2 separate regions of the Mus musculus genome follow, and region 1 is linked to region 2. The links are chromatin contacts, called in public HiChIP or PLAC-seq maps. All regions are on one chromosome and are shown on one strand. Each heading gives the region's core, a stretch centred on a gene start, on an enhancer-like site or on the middle of the called end of the contact. The rest is flanking DNA. Distances are from core to core; before and after follow the strand shown.

The links. HiChIP or PLAC-seq counts read pairs in DNA pulled down with a chosen protein or histone mark.
Region 1: a contact with region 2 is called in an H3K27ac HiChIP or PLAC-seq map of extraembryonic endoderm stem cells, with 5 times the contacts expected there. The contact joins the enhancer-like site here to the promoter of Rida in region 2. A contact is called at or near these places in 3 of 39 promoter capture datasets (frontonasal cranial neural crest, hippocampal neurons and pre-B cells) and 3 of 115 datasets of contacts at active chromatin or transcription factors (bone marrow-derived macrophages, extraembryonic endoderm stem cells and pro-B cells).

Annotation. Positions count from the first base shown.
Region 1 is chr15:35,612,441-35,619,503 of GRCm38.p6, forward strand. It overlaps Vps13b (vacuolar protein sorting 13B), which reads left to right. Exons shown (of 62, transcript NM_177151.4): 24 at 5,158-5,378. Among named protein-coding and RNA genes, the nearest start is that of Mir599, 45 kb to the right of the region's middle. Within about 2 kb of position 3,106, at least 4 of the 459 cell types and tissues checked have an H3K27ac peak or open chromatin away from gene starts, as enhancers often do. A contact at or near this core is called in extraembryonic endoderm stem cells, where this site is marked.
Region 2 is chr15:34,492,810-34,499,605 of GRCm38.p6, forward strand. It overlaps Rida (reactive intermediate imine deaminase A homolog), which reads right to left and starts at 2,437. Exons shown (of 6, transcript NM_008287.3): 1 at 2,244-2,437. The coding sequence starts at 2,308. It overlaps Pop1 (processing of precursor 1, ribonuclease P/MRP family, (S. cerevisiae)), which reads left to right and starts at 2,502. Exons shown (of 16, transcript NM_026340.3): 1 at 2,502-2,606; 2 at 6,480-6,623. The coding sequence starts at 6,482.

The sequences.
Region 1 (7,063 bases), core at 1,856-4,355, 1.1 Mb after region 2:
ACTCAGAAATTTGCCTGCCTTTGCCTCCCAAGTGCTGGGATCAAAGGCGTGCGCCACCACCGCCTGGCTCCTGATCACTTTTTAAAGAAATATATATTTTGGACATCAAGAAAAGGCAATTTTTTCTTTTTAGTGTTTATATTTTAAAGTTAACATATTATATGTTTGATAACATAATGTCACTTAATTTTAGGTTCACAACAAAATTAAATGAGGGTTACATTACAGAAATTTCCTATATTTTCCCTGCCCTGGCATTTTCCTTTCCCACTTCATAATATCACAGACTTGAGTGTTCTATTGGCAACAGTCAATAGGCCTGTTCAGGCATCTCTACCTCTCAGTTTATAGTGTACTTTAGTACTGGATTTTGGTTATATACATTATGTAAATTGATAGGCGTGTTTAATGACAATTTTTTATCATTATCTTTTCTTACACAGTATTTTCTCTGCCCACAAGTTTCTCAGAGCTACACTTAGTCATCTCCCTGCTCCTTTGTCTGCTAGCACAGCTGATGCTCAGTGATCTCATTAGATCACTGTCTCCTAACTAGACATTTTTAGATATAATGTAGTGTGACATCCAGTATGTAGTTGTCTCACATCAACTTCTTTAAGATGCTCAGTTGCATTTCTTGTACTTGTTTTCAGGGTTAATAGCCCTTCTTTACACAAGATCACATTGTCTGGAGGACAGTTGATTTATTCGCCAATCTGAAAAATCTTGGCCACTCCCAACTTTGGGCAATTTATGAATAACACACCCACACATCTTTTGTTTATGTTGATCCATCTCTGCTTGATAAAGAAGTGAGTGATTGTTGGATTGTGTACTTAGTGTTTACTTTTGTAAGATACTGTCAAAATGTCTTCAAAGGGAGATGTGTGCTTTTTTTCACTCTAGCTATGAATGTGTTTCCTTGTGAAGCCCGGCATTTGATGGTGTGTTTGCCTTGCTGATAACCGTGTGACTTTGTCTCTTGTCTTACATTGTATCATCTTGGTGGCATGAGATATGAGGTTTACATGGTACCATATAACTTATGTTGTTGTTAAAGACGCCTGTTAAGGTGTCTACTTTTTAAATAGAATGTCTTTTATTCTTGCTTTTAATAGTTTTGTGTCTTGGATAATAGTCATTTATTAGATATCTTGTGTAAATATTTTCTCCCAATCTGTGGCATGTGTTTTCAACTCTTCTTTAGCACATCATAAAATTTTAAGTCCATTGGCAGCTAACTCATTAGCTCTTTCTTTCATGAACTGCTTCTTTGGGTTGTGTGAGATCTATGTTTTAAACATGTGCATTTATGGATATGTACTTTCCCACTTAGCATTGGATGGATTCCAAGTACTGTCAGATGTTCCTATCATTTTCCTTTGATTCTTGAAATAAAAATGTGTTTTTTTTAATGATTGCCAAGGCAACATTCTTATAAAAAATTGTATATACATAGAAGAAAATAGGTCACTCTATCGTAACCACTCTGACATTTAAGATTTCAACCCAGTTTTCTTAATATTGTGTGACAGATACATTGATACATATATGGATGCTCCTTATTGTGTGAAGGTATACAATACACAAATATGACAGTGTAGAATGCTGCAGTTTTCAGACTTGGATTTAGCTTTCTTTTGTTCTCCCCAATTTATTTGAATATTTCATAAAGGTAATATTCTGGAAATCCATTCCATCTTAAAGTAAGTGCACATTTCAAGTTCATTTCCACTTTAATGTTAAAAATCTGTGCTAAGTCTTTCATCTTATTTTAAGACTTTCTCCCTTTTGGAAATATTTTTGTCCTGGTTACTAGAAAGCTAGTCAAGTGATCCTAGGGAATGTATTTGTGGTATTAGAAATGTTGGTAAACTCTAAGGACAATGACAGATCATTAGCGGTATATTATAGAAATAGAATGCATTAGCACAGTTGGTGAAAATACAGCAGAACATGATTAGCCCTGTGATAACTTTGTTTTCCTAAGATAGTTCAAAGCAAGTGTTCACTGCTATTCTCCCTCTATCCTTCCCTACCTCTCCCCTTCCTCCTCCCTCCCTCCTCTGTGTATGTGTGTATGTTTGTGTGTGTGTGTGTGTGTGTGTGTCTGTCTGTCTGTCTGTCTGTCTGTCTCTTACTTTGATGTAGGGCCTCACGATTGTAGCCCTGGTTCTCCAGGAACTTGCTGTGTTGACCAGCTTGGTTTCATACGATCTGAAGAGAAACCAGAGTATGACCAGCTTGGTTTCAAATTCACAAAGATCTGCTAGTCTCTGTGTGCTGAGTGTCAGATTTAAAGGAGTGCCCTGTCATGTCCTTCTACTGCTTTCATTCACACACACACACACACACACACACACACACACACACACACACACACACACAATATTACTACAAGGAATTGTAGATACAGAATTCAACAATTTTAAGATAGTTTTATTTTAAAACTGACCATTACCAATGATACAGTTGAGCATAATATGTCAATCATCCCAAAGTTGCAATTATTCTTTTTCTACCTCTTGGCACAAGCAAACACTGACCTGCTTTTTTCCCCCGTAACATTGTCTGCTCTGGATATTTTAATAAACTAGAATCATACAGTATACAGTCTTTTACTTCTGACATTACTCACCCAGTATAACAGATTTTTGAGATCCTCACATCACGTGGTATATATTAGCATATTCTTTGTATTTGCATTGACAAGGAAAGTCCAATTGTGCATTTATGTTGTTATGCCCAAGTTGCAGGTATCTGAAGACTACCAAGGAGTCAGTTCAATTGTAGAACTCATAAAGGTCTTTAATGAGCTTGTGAGCAAGCTCTCTCAGACTCTCACCATAGCACCTGGTCAGAGTGAGAGCCCAAGTCTATTGTGGTAACAGCAGACTTAGGGGTTTTTCATTATGGGTCAACAAGTTAATATTTTTAAAACTGCATTTCTGGTGTAATCTACACAAACCGAACAGGACTACAAAACCTCCTGATGAGCAGCATGGCTAAGTTATCTATTCTCTTCGGGAAGTCTTCAGTTATCTCTATGTACTGTGATCCCACCATTGTATCCTGACTGGCTGTTGCTAAGGGGAGTGGATTGCCATAGGATGTTTGCTTTTGTGGACTTTGTGATTTTCTTCAGGGAATTGGAGTTTAGCTGCTGGTCTTATGCAAATTGGGTTTGTTAAAAACACAGAGTTGATTGGGCTTGACAATGTCACATCTCCTTTCTGTTTGCCAGTTGGTATTGGTTGCAGTGGTAACAGTTCTTGCCTTTGCTGTGCTTTTATGACCATGGAGGTGTGCATATACTCTTGTGAAAGAATACCATACACATGTATTTCTTTCCCTTGTAGATGGCATTAATACTATTTTATTTTTGAGTTCCTTAGTATATTTGCTAGAACTCTTCAAGTGTCCTATAGAGAGTGGACATACTTACTTTTTTTTCTAATCCTTGGAGAATGTGTACAGTTACTCAATATAGAGTATGATGATAGCTATAACTTAAATGTTCGTTTTGGGGGTAGATACCAGTGATCCTCAAGGTTCAGTTTAACTCACTCTTTGCATGTTTGGGCCTTGTTTGTTTGTAGACTGAAAGTACAAGGCAGGGCCTGAGCACTCACAGGGAAGGAACAAAGGCCAGAGTTCCCAGCAGGCTAAAGACATCCTACTAGGTAGTCTCTCATGTTTCCTCGCATGCATGTTGGGAATTTTTTCTAAGAGTGCCAGTGTCAACTGTGACGTTTTTAACAAATTTAAATGTGATCTTGTTCCATAATCATCACTTAGTATTTGTTAGAATAAAGTTTGGAAACACATACAAATATACCTATTTATTTAAAGTGAGAATCTGAAATCATTCCAAGTACAGGAGATGATGGTGGCAGAGGTTTAATTTTGTAAACAGCATAGAATTTGATACAGGTTTAAAAATTAGTTTAAAATCAGTTACAGATGATTTAAAGTACTCATTTTTTTCCTTAGTAGGAAAATATTATATCTGGAACAGGCAAGGTGTGCAGGGCGGACCATGTCCTACTATGAAATTATTGTTTCTAGCCAAGTTACCAACTACCCTCTACCTGTATTTATTATATTACCTAAACTCCCAATTTCAGAGTTTCCTGGTTTAGATATTTTGAATGTTCACATTTATCATATATGTATATGGTATTTGATGGAACATTAATATCCACTATGTATGAATATCCACTATTTTTCACTATATATCCACTATTTATTATATATATATATATATATATATATATAGTAGATAGTAAATGTTCCATATATATATATATATATGGAACATTTACTATCTACTATAGTGGCAAAGAGGGTGTTAGGACTTCTATTTCTGTTTTTATTTCTTGTATTTAACATTCTTCTTATGCTTATAATGTATGAAAGGTATAGAAGTATATATAGTAATTACAAATATATATATGTGTGTGTATATATCTATATCTATATCTATATCTATATCTATATCTATATATACCAGAATAATGAATTTTCAATATTCCAATTGGAATTATATCCGTCTACTTTACCTATAATACAGTATAAAATTCTAAGATGTTATATAGTCTATGCTTCTACTTATAAATACATTGCACATTAGATAAATTACTAGAACAGTAAAAGAAATATTTTTCTTTCAGTTATGATATTTATGAATGCTAAATTTTTAGTCAAGCCTGCATCCTTTAAAATATATCTCATGTGCTTTGAGAGCCACACAAGGAATATGTAGAAATATGCCTGATTTCCATCCACAGAATTTCTGACTAAGTACTTCTAACATAGCACCAGAAGCCTGATTCATTAGCATGCTCCATCACCATTAATTCTGGTGTGAGTTGCCACCACACAAAAACATCCATATTATTCTCCTCTCTCATTTCATAGCCAGGTTTCTTCTTATGCTTACAATGTATGAAAAGTATAGAAGTATATTATAGTAACTACAAATACTAAAGTTAAATTATTTAAGTAGCATGTAAATCATTTACTACCTTAGTCTCTGAGATCCTACCTTTGTTATGTTGTGCTATATTTCAGATTGAAATTTTAAATAATTTTTTATTTGTATTCATTAATTGTGTAATTTTGTTGGTCTCATTTTTCTGTTTTGTTCCCTTATAGGTGATGCATTTCCTTGGACCATAAGCTTGCATCATTTCAGCATATATACCCTTCTTGGAAAGCAAGTGACTCTTTCCCTTGTGGAGCCTATGGGATGTACCTCTACTCTAGCAGTCACATCTCAAAAGCTGCTTCCTGTGGGACCCGATGGAAGGCATTCATTTGTTGTCTGTCTTCATGTTGACTTAGAGTCATTAGAGATAAAATGCTCTAATCCCCAGGTTGGTACACTTCATTCTAAATGCTAAATTTTTTTTAATGTTTATTTGTTTTATTAAAAGACTTCTCTTCCTTTAAATACCCTACCTTTTTGTCCTTAAACCTTGCCATCAACATTGCGATGATTAGATGAAGAATGGCTTTAAAATTCTATCAAGTTTTATAGTAAGAATTGTATTGATGAATATATAAATTCATCTTTTGGCTGGTGGAATAAAATCAGTTATAGATGTGCTGGTTTGAAATTCTGAGGAACTATTTCTTTTATTGTTGGGCTGGAGGATGTACTTAAGTGACCAAATATAATTTTTAATCAGATTCTCAGAGCCCCCTTTCAAATCTTGCTCATTTACACCTAAAGAGAACACTTATTAAAAGTTGCCACTTCCATAACATTTCAGCTGTGATATGCCAGTCACGTTGTATTCTGCCTCATTACAATTACTATGAATTCATATCACCTGGTTTTGTGTACATCATTAATTATCATAAAATTTACATTTTTAACTTCAAATATACTATTGTATATTTTCCACATAGTCAATGTTGAATCCTATTTTAAAAATAATCTCCTGTAGCATATTATTGAATCTGATCGGCCAATGGTCATAAATTCATAGTACATATATCTATTCCAGCTTTAATAGTTATCAACCAGGCCAGATTTTGAAGTATTTAAAAAAATTAATTTCCACTATCATTCCATATTATAGAAGTTCCTTTCCAGTACAATGCAGCTCTCCCCACCTGCCTCTTTTTAAACATTCACCCATCCATCCATACATGATCTATCTATCTATCTATCTATCTATCTATCTATCTATCTATCTATTTATCTATCAACCATCTGTCTATTTATCATCATCTATCTATCTATCATCTGTCTATTTATTGAGGTGTTTATAGGAGTTATTTCTGTCCTTTAAGCATGTGGGTATTGAAAATGAAATTCAGGTTATCGGTCTTGGTTGCAAGTTTCTTTATGCACAAAATCATGCTGTGGATACTCTCTCTACTTCTTTCTGTTATATGCTATATAATTTGGTTTCATAGTGTTGTTTTTTACCACGCTAGTTGGCTGCGTGAACCTGGGAGAGCAGGGACTAAAAATGAGGCTGACTACTACAGTATCATGCAGCAGCCAAGTTTATTCAGAGCATCAGGCAGTTTATACTCTGAGGGTTAAGAAGAGTCACCGGAGTAAAGTGTGTAATCACAAGGACAAGACACACATGGCAAAAACATGTTTTCTTACAGAGGCATATAAACAAAAAACAACTGAAATAGACTCCCCTATACCTGGGAGGATCAGGCAAACACATTCCAAGAATTCCAAGAATGTCTGTGTTTTTTTGATGAAACTGAGGTCAAAAGACTCATGTTAAAACAAGCACTCAGAACTCCCCTCCATGACTCCATGCTTGGACTGTGTTCCAGCAGTGCTATAGAGAATTCTGACCATCTCTTAGGTTGCTATTAGAATGCTAGTGCTATTGGCTGCTTTAAAATCCTTGTAAGAGTAAAAGAAACTGTTAAATTATGTCCCTTGGGGCAGGGTGGAGTGGGATGTTGTCCTATCCCTCTTTATCTTTGAATGTGATCTTGCATCTAGTAAAAGTGTCCAGAGGAGAAAAAAGAAGCCGTTAGAATGAGCACTAATTAAGTCCACTTAAAAAGCAAGGTTTGA
Region 2 (6,796 bases), core at 1,187-3,686:
CACCTGTGCACATACCCATGGAGGCCAGAAGATCCTCTGGGTCCTTTGGAGCTAGAGTTACAGATGGGAGTGAATGGACTAATATGGGTGCTGGGAACCAAACTTGGCTTCCTGAAGAGCAGAAAGTGCTCTTAAGTGCCGAGTCATCTCTCCAGCCCCAGCCAGAAACACTTTAACAAAGGGAGCAGGCTCAAGGTTTTGAGCCAACTGCAGTATGCTCATAGAGTTTTGGAATTAATACTTTTTATTTGAGTTATTTTTAAAAATAGTTACTTTCTATTGTATTGTTTTCTATTTAGAGTATTTTGATAATGTTTTCTTTTAAAATTAATTTAAGTGAAAGTAAGTCATTTCAATGAAAATGTTATAAAACACCAGGTATACAGTTTGGGAGAAAAAAAAAAAGGTCAATTGAAAACTATCTCATCCAAATCTCTACATTCTGTATTCTTTTACCTCTGTGTCCTCTGGAGGAATGTCAGTCTGTAACTAATTAACTATGATGAGTCAAACTTCCTAACACTATTAAAAGTGGAAAAACAGAAAACCCAACATTTAAAGTTTAACCGGACTACCTTATTTGGGGAGCTTCTTCAAAACTTTTTTTCTTTCTCTGCTCCAAATCAGAATCAGTTTTCCTCCCTTTCATTTGGTTTCTCATCCCATTAAGTTCCATCTCCAATCCTATTATAATAATTACTGCTTTGACACATGGGACTGTTATTTCTCTTGATATTAAGGGAGCTAGGGTTTGAGTTCAAGCCAAGATGTCACTTGCACACTGTATTTCCTTGAAAAGATTGACCTTGAGCTGTCCTTTTGTAAAATGGAGAGACAACTTAAAGGTAGTTAGTTGTCATAGTGCCTGTCATGTAACATTTGCTACATTACTGCTTCTTTTCCTTTTATAGGTGAAGGCCTATGTCGGATTACTTCTTACACATTTTTGAATCAGCTAAATACTTGGCATGCACTACACATCTTCTACAGTACTAATGTTGCAGCCGAAGAAAATCTTCAGTTTTGATTGACAGCAAAGAGACACTGTGTCAGAAATGACTTTTTCAAAAGGAATTGGCTCTAGATACGTTTTAGTGAAGACTTAGAAGTTAGAGAGGAGAAAGTTATATAAGATACAATACAGTGATTTTTAAAGCTGAGGTATTTTGAGGAACAAGGTTTTAAGTTAAGTGTGCTGGTCTTCACGTCAGCACTAGGAATGCTCAAACAGGAGAACAGCAGGTTCTAGGTTAGTCTGAGCTACAAAGTTAGTCTGTCCTTCATAGCACCCACAGAAGGAAGTGAAAAGAAAGTACCATTTCTATTTAAAAGCACTTCTGGTAAGCAGAGATAAATGCCAAAGGGTAGTTTTTATTTTTCCAGTACATATATGGTTAGCTCTAGTATATAGGATAATCTCAGAAGATCACCTTTGGTGTTACTTGCATTTGATATTAGTGGTAAATAGGCATGGATAAACCATTCATAAGCATCATTGCATTCCTACACGTTATAGAAGCCAGAGACTAGGATAGACATACAGGTATTTGCTGAGTACTGTCCAAATGAGACAAGCATATCTTGTAAATTAAGAAAGGGTTAGATCAAACTTCATGCTAGTAAAAGAAGCCTGTCACAGAGGACCAAACAGTGTATTATACTTTTTATAGCAAACGTCTTTAACAGATAAACCCTATAGTGATGGAGAGGAAATAAATGGGTGGTTGTAAGGAGCTGGGGAAAGATGCCATGTGGAATAAATGCTAATGGTATAAACCTTATTTTAGGTTGGATGTAAATGTTTTGAGAATAGAAAGTGATGATGGCTACACAACTTTTGGGCATAGTAAAAGCCACTGAATTGAACCCACTAACAGAATGAGAATTCTATGGGTTGTTTATTCTATCTTAATAAAATTGTTACAAAAACCAAAACTAGAAGCCACCAAGACGAAAGGCAAGGGGGTTGGGGTGATGCCACTTCTAACCAGAGAAAGCATGTAGCAAGCTCGCCTTCGGGGCCCCGGCAGCTCCAGATGGGGGCAAGATCTTAGGAGTGCAAGTTTCTGGTAGCACCAGGGCTCCCCCATTCTCTGAGGGATTTGGATACACTGTACTCTTTCTGAACTTAGTTTCTTCGCGCGTTCTAAGACTCTCTTTTGCTCGGACCAGCAGGGGCCAAAGCTCCAAACTTGCAACACTGCACCTACCTGGTCCTTCAGAGCTACAGTAAAAAACATTACCTGTAGGGACCAATGGCCGCCGGGGCTTTTGTGGTGCTGATCACCTTTCTGATTATGGACGACATGCTAATCCTTCCCTCTTGAAGACCCTCCAGAAGAAGAAACGATGGTAAGTAACTACACCCACTCTTGTCCACTGACCAGACAGCCCTAGGCAAAAGAGTTTTAGTTCAGGGACAGCCCCGTGCGAATTCGCACGGCCCGATGGGAATTGTAGTTTACAAGCGACTCCGGGACACGTGGAGGAAGAAGCCGTGCTGCGCACGCGCCCTCAGCCCGCTCGCTCACCCTCTGTGGTGGGAGCTTCTAGGGATCTCAGAACCTTGTCATTCTTACCGGCGAAGCCCTCGGAACTTTTGGCAGGTTGGTGGTGAGGCACTAATGCTTAGCCGGGGCCGCCAGCTCGCGGGGGCCTCGCGTGGGGGCTTGCCCACAGTGGCGGCTTCGGCTTGCGGCGCTTTTCACTTGGGGAGGTCCATGCTGCCCGGGCGGGCCCTCTTGCAGTCCAGAGCCTCAGGCTCCTGTGCTCGTTTTTATGCTTATCGTTGCCCTGCCAGGCGGAATCCCCTCTGGGAATGCGCTTGTATCCCTTTCTGGGTACCGTAAAGGACAGGGATGGGTCATTCCGGGGAACCAAGCAGAGGTGTGGGTTGTCTGCCTTTCGCCATCCCGTGCTTCCTTTCTATGCATGATCGCCTCAAGATTTGAGCAGACCGGGGTCTGCTTTCCGGAGGCGAGTCATCTTCTCCTAGCTCACGACTTCAGCTTTCTCACTAACGAACCTGGGTAGATAAGAAGATGTACTAATTAGTAACTGATAATATATCATAAGGAAGTATATTTAAAACAATTCTTTAGTGTAGCTGGTATAATTTTGCCTTTTGAGAAAGATAAAAACTAATTTTTACTCTCTAAATAGATGTGTGTATGTTTATTTTTTCATAAATACGAGTTTTGGTAGAGTATTTGATACTGCAAGACATAAAGCATCTAAAGTGGTTTTGTTTGTTTGTTTGTTTGTTTTGTTTTTGTTTGTTTGTTTTTTGAGAGGGTTTCTCTGGATAGCCCTGGCTGTCCTGGAAATCACTTTGTAGACCAGGCTGGCCTCGAACTCAGAAATCTACCTGCCTCTGCCTCCCGAGTGCTGGGATTAAAAGCGTGGGCCCCCACGCCCGGCTTTTTTTTTTTTTTTTTAGAGCTGATTTGTTGTTTGATTTTTATAATAGTCAGTGATGAGATGCTATTTTGCCTAAATATGTAGTACAGTCGGAACTATAATTAGGGCCAGTTGTTGGAAAAGTCTATCTCAATCCCAAATCCAAATTAATGATTTAAAAAATATAAAATTTAACCCAGCAACTCAATTTCAAACTAGTTTTTTAAATCAAACAATGCAGCCCAGCACAATCCAAAGACGTGCGGCATGAGAACAATTTAAAGAGAAATTTAGGCCTGTTTTTATATCATTGTTTCCTTTTTTTTCTTTTTCTTTATTTAATGTACGAGTGCTCTGCTGCATATATATCTGCCTGCCTGAAGAGGATATCAGATCCCCCTATAGATGTTTTGTGAGCCACCACGTGGTTGCTGGGAATTGAACTCATGACCTCTGGAAGAGCAGCCAGTGCTCTTAGCCTCTGAGCCATCTCACCAGCCTGTATAACATTGTTTCTTAAGAGCATAAACCTGTATGTACAGTAAGAACACTGGGTTCATAACTTGCCTGGGATCTTGGCTGAGCTGTTTCAGGCAGTATTTGTTGGTGTTGTATGGTGTGTAAGCATGGGATGTCACTGCTGAACTGTGGCTGTAGTGACGTCTAGGTAGAGCACTGCCAGAAACACTTTGGATTCATTACACATTTGACTTCTGAATTGTTCTTGCTAGATTTTTCATCACCTCACATTCAGCTACATGACCCTATATGGGGTTGTGATCCCCAACTGGAGAAGCTCTGAGGCTACCTACAGTTCTCATGCTGTGTCAGAAGGAGCGTAGTTGCGGGCTAAATGTTTCTTACCTTGTTAACGTTTGCTTTATAGTCAAAGTTCATGTATGTGTGGATATGAATATCCAATACTTGTGTTGTTTTGATCCTGTACTTTGTTTATGGTAGTCTGCTAAGTGCAGTGTGACAATAAGAAAGGTCAGACCTGTGACCCTCTGTCAACATGCACTGTAAGAAATCCTCTTGATTCCCTGTCATCTTGTCCTGTGTAATGCTGAGGGACTGCTTCCGTGCTTCAAGAATGGTGAGATCCTTTTTCTTGGTTTAGGGCTTCATGCTGGAATACACGAGCTTCCTGCTTGGACTCCACAGCCTATTTGGTTCCATCTTCTTCCTATGTTCCTCTTCTAGTCCTCCTGAGTTTTGATTCCTGTTGTTCACACGGTAGATTCCTAAACAAAAATTACAGCTGACATTTTCTTACTGGCTTTCCCTGAGGTTGCACAGTTTCCCTGTATAGAATATTTCATTTGTGCTTTTAGTCTCCAATTGTTTTGAGTTTTAGGAGTAGTGAATGGAGCTGAGCCTGGATGGAATCTCAGAATGCTTACCAGATTGGGGAATTTTCTCACTAGTGGCTTGGTTACCTTTTCTTTGAGGCACAAGAATAACCTACTTTCTTTGCTGTTATCTACATAAAGTTTATGTGTTGGTAGAATATTCTAATATTAAGGAATTGAAATGCAGGCTTGGTAACTGCTTCTCTGAGTTTTTCTTATTTCAGTATCTCCATGGTGCACGTTTTAGCCTGGACTCCATCAGCAAAAGAATTAATGGCTGTTGTATGGGGTGAAGGCTTCCAGGGCCTGTCTCAGGCTTTATGAATTATGCCAAGTGCCTATGTTGGTCCCTTGTTGACATGAACATCCATTAGGTTCAAAATCTTCATTTCAGACTGTTATCTAGTGTAGTTGTGGAAAAACACATACAGACATACATATTGTTTTATTAACATAACTTCTCAAGTCTTTATGTTACATAGTGTAGGGTATTGTTAAAAGTTACATCTCTAGTCAGCCATATTATGAATTTTGTTTTGAAAAAGAAAACAAGTGTTTCACGTTGACTCAATGAATAATGAGGGTGTTGGTCCAGGTGTGGGGACTCCTAAGTAAACCCATCAGGTTCTCTCTGCACCCATCCTTTATGTGATTCACTTGAAGTGAAGTCGTGAGTGAAAATACCAGTAATTTATCTTCAGTTTGGACTCAAATATTTTACTTATAATTTATCCCGGTCTTTTTATTTCAGCCAAGAACCAAGATAAAGCGTTATAAGTAATTTAATTTTAGTGATCTTACCTCATTTTATGCATCATTAGCGATTATATGTAGTTTAATTATTCGGCAGTGCAAAATCTGCCAGTTGGGATAGTTCCATGAAGAAACTCTGTTCCTTTATTTTTTGAGACAAAAACTGTGAAGTCCAAGATGGCCTGGAACTTGATGTGTAGCCTAGGTTGGCCTCAACCTCAAAGATTTCCTTCTGCCCAGCCCCCAGCTCTATCCTGACGGCTGGGTTTATAAGCATGCAACAGCACTTTCTTTTGAGATGAGTGACTTTATTGAAATCTCTTTTTTGGGGATTCCTGCTATAGATTAATATGGTAACATTTTGGTATCATCAAACATTGAGTTATATAAATATTTATTAAAGTTATTATTATTATTATTTTACCTTTCTTGTTTATCTGTGTTGGAGGTTAGGAGTATACCTTGATGGGCATGTAGTTGTCAGAAGACAACTTTTGGGAGTAGGCGCTCTCCTTGCATTGTGTAGGTCTCAGGATTGAGTTCAGGTTTAGTGGCAATTGCCTTTACCTGCTGAGTCATATTACTGGCTCATTTTAAAATTGTATTCTTTGTTGTGTTTTGAAATAGGGTCTGTCAGGTAGGTCTGGCTGACCTCATGCTATGTAGCTAAAGGATGACCTTGAACTCAAGAGCCTCCTGCCTTTGCTTTCCAGATGCTGATGCGAGCACCCACACCTGGCAATTCTTTTTTTTTTTTTTTTTTTTTTTTGGTGTTTTGAGACAGTTTCTCTGTATAGCCCTGGCTGTCCTGGAACTTACTTTGTAGACCAGGCTGGCCTCAAACTCAGAAATTCACCTGCCTCTGCCTCCTGAGTGCTGGGATTAGAGGCATGTACCACCGCGCCCGGCAACAATTCATTATTTTTGAAGTGAAAGTTTTCTCTTCCTCTATTAAGTGTATTGCTTTCTTTCTAGAAATGTCTAATGCAAAGGAAAGAAAACATGCTAAGAAAATGAGAAACCAGCCCAGTAACGTGACTCTGTCCTCCGGCTTTATGGCTGAGAGAGATGGAAAGCATCATTTTGGAAAGGGGAAGCCGTCCCAATCTCAGAAACAAGGTAAGACGCACACACTGTTCTTGTCACTTCATTTGGATTAATTGCCTTTGCCAGTTTTGTTTGCTCGATGTCACGTAAACGAGTTCATTTAAAGAGAGAATACAGAAAACTGTCCTTATCAGAATTTGTGCTTACAAGTCTGCCTTCTTGTTAAAGTTCACTTACAGAGCTGT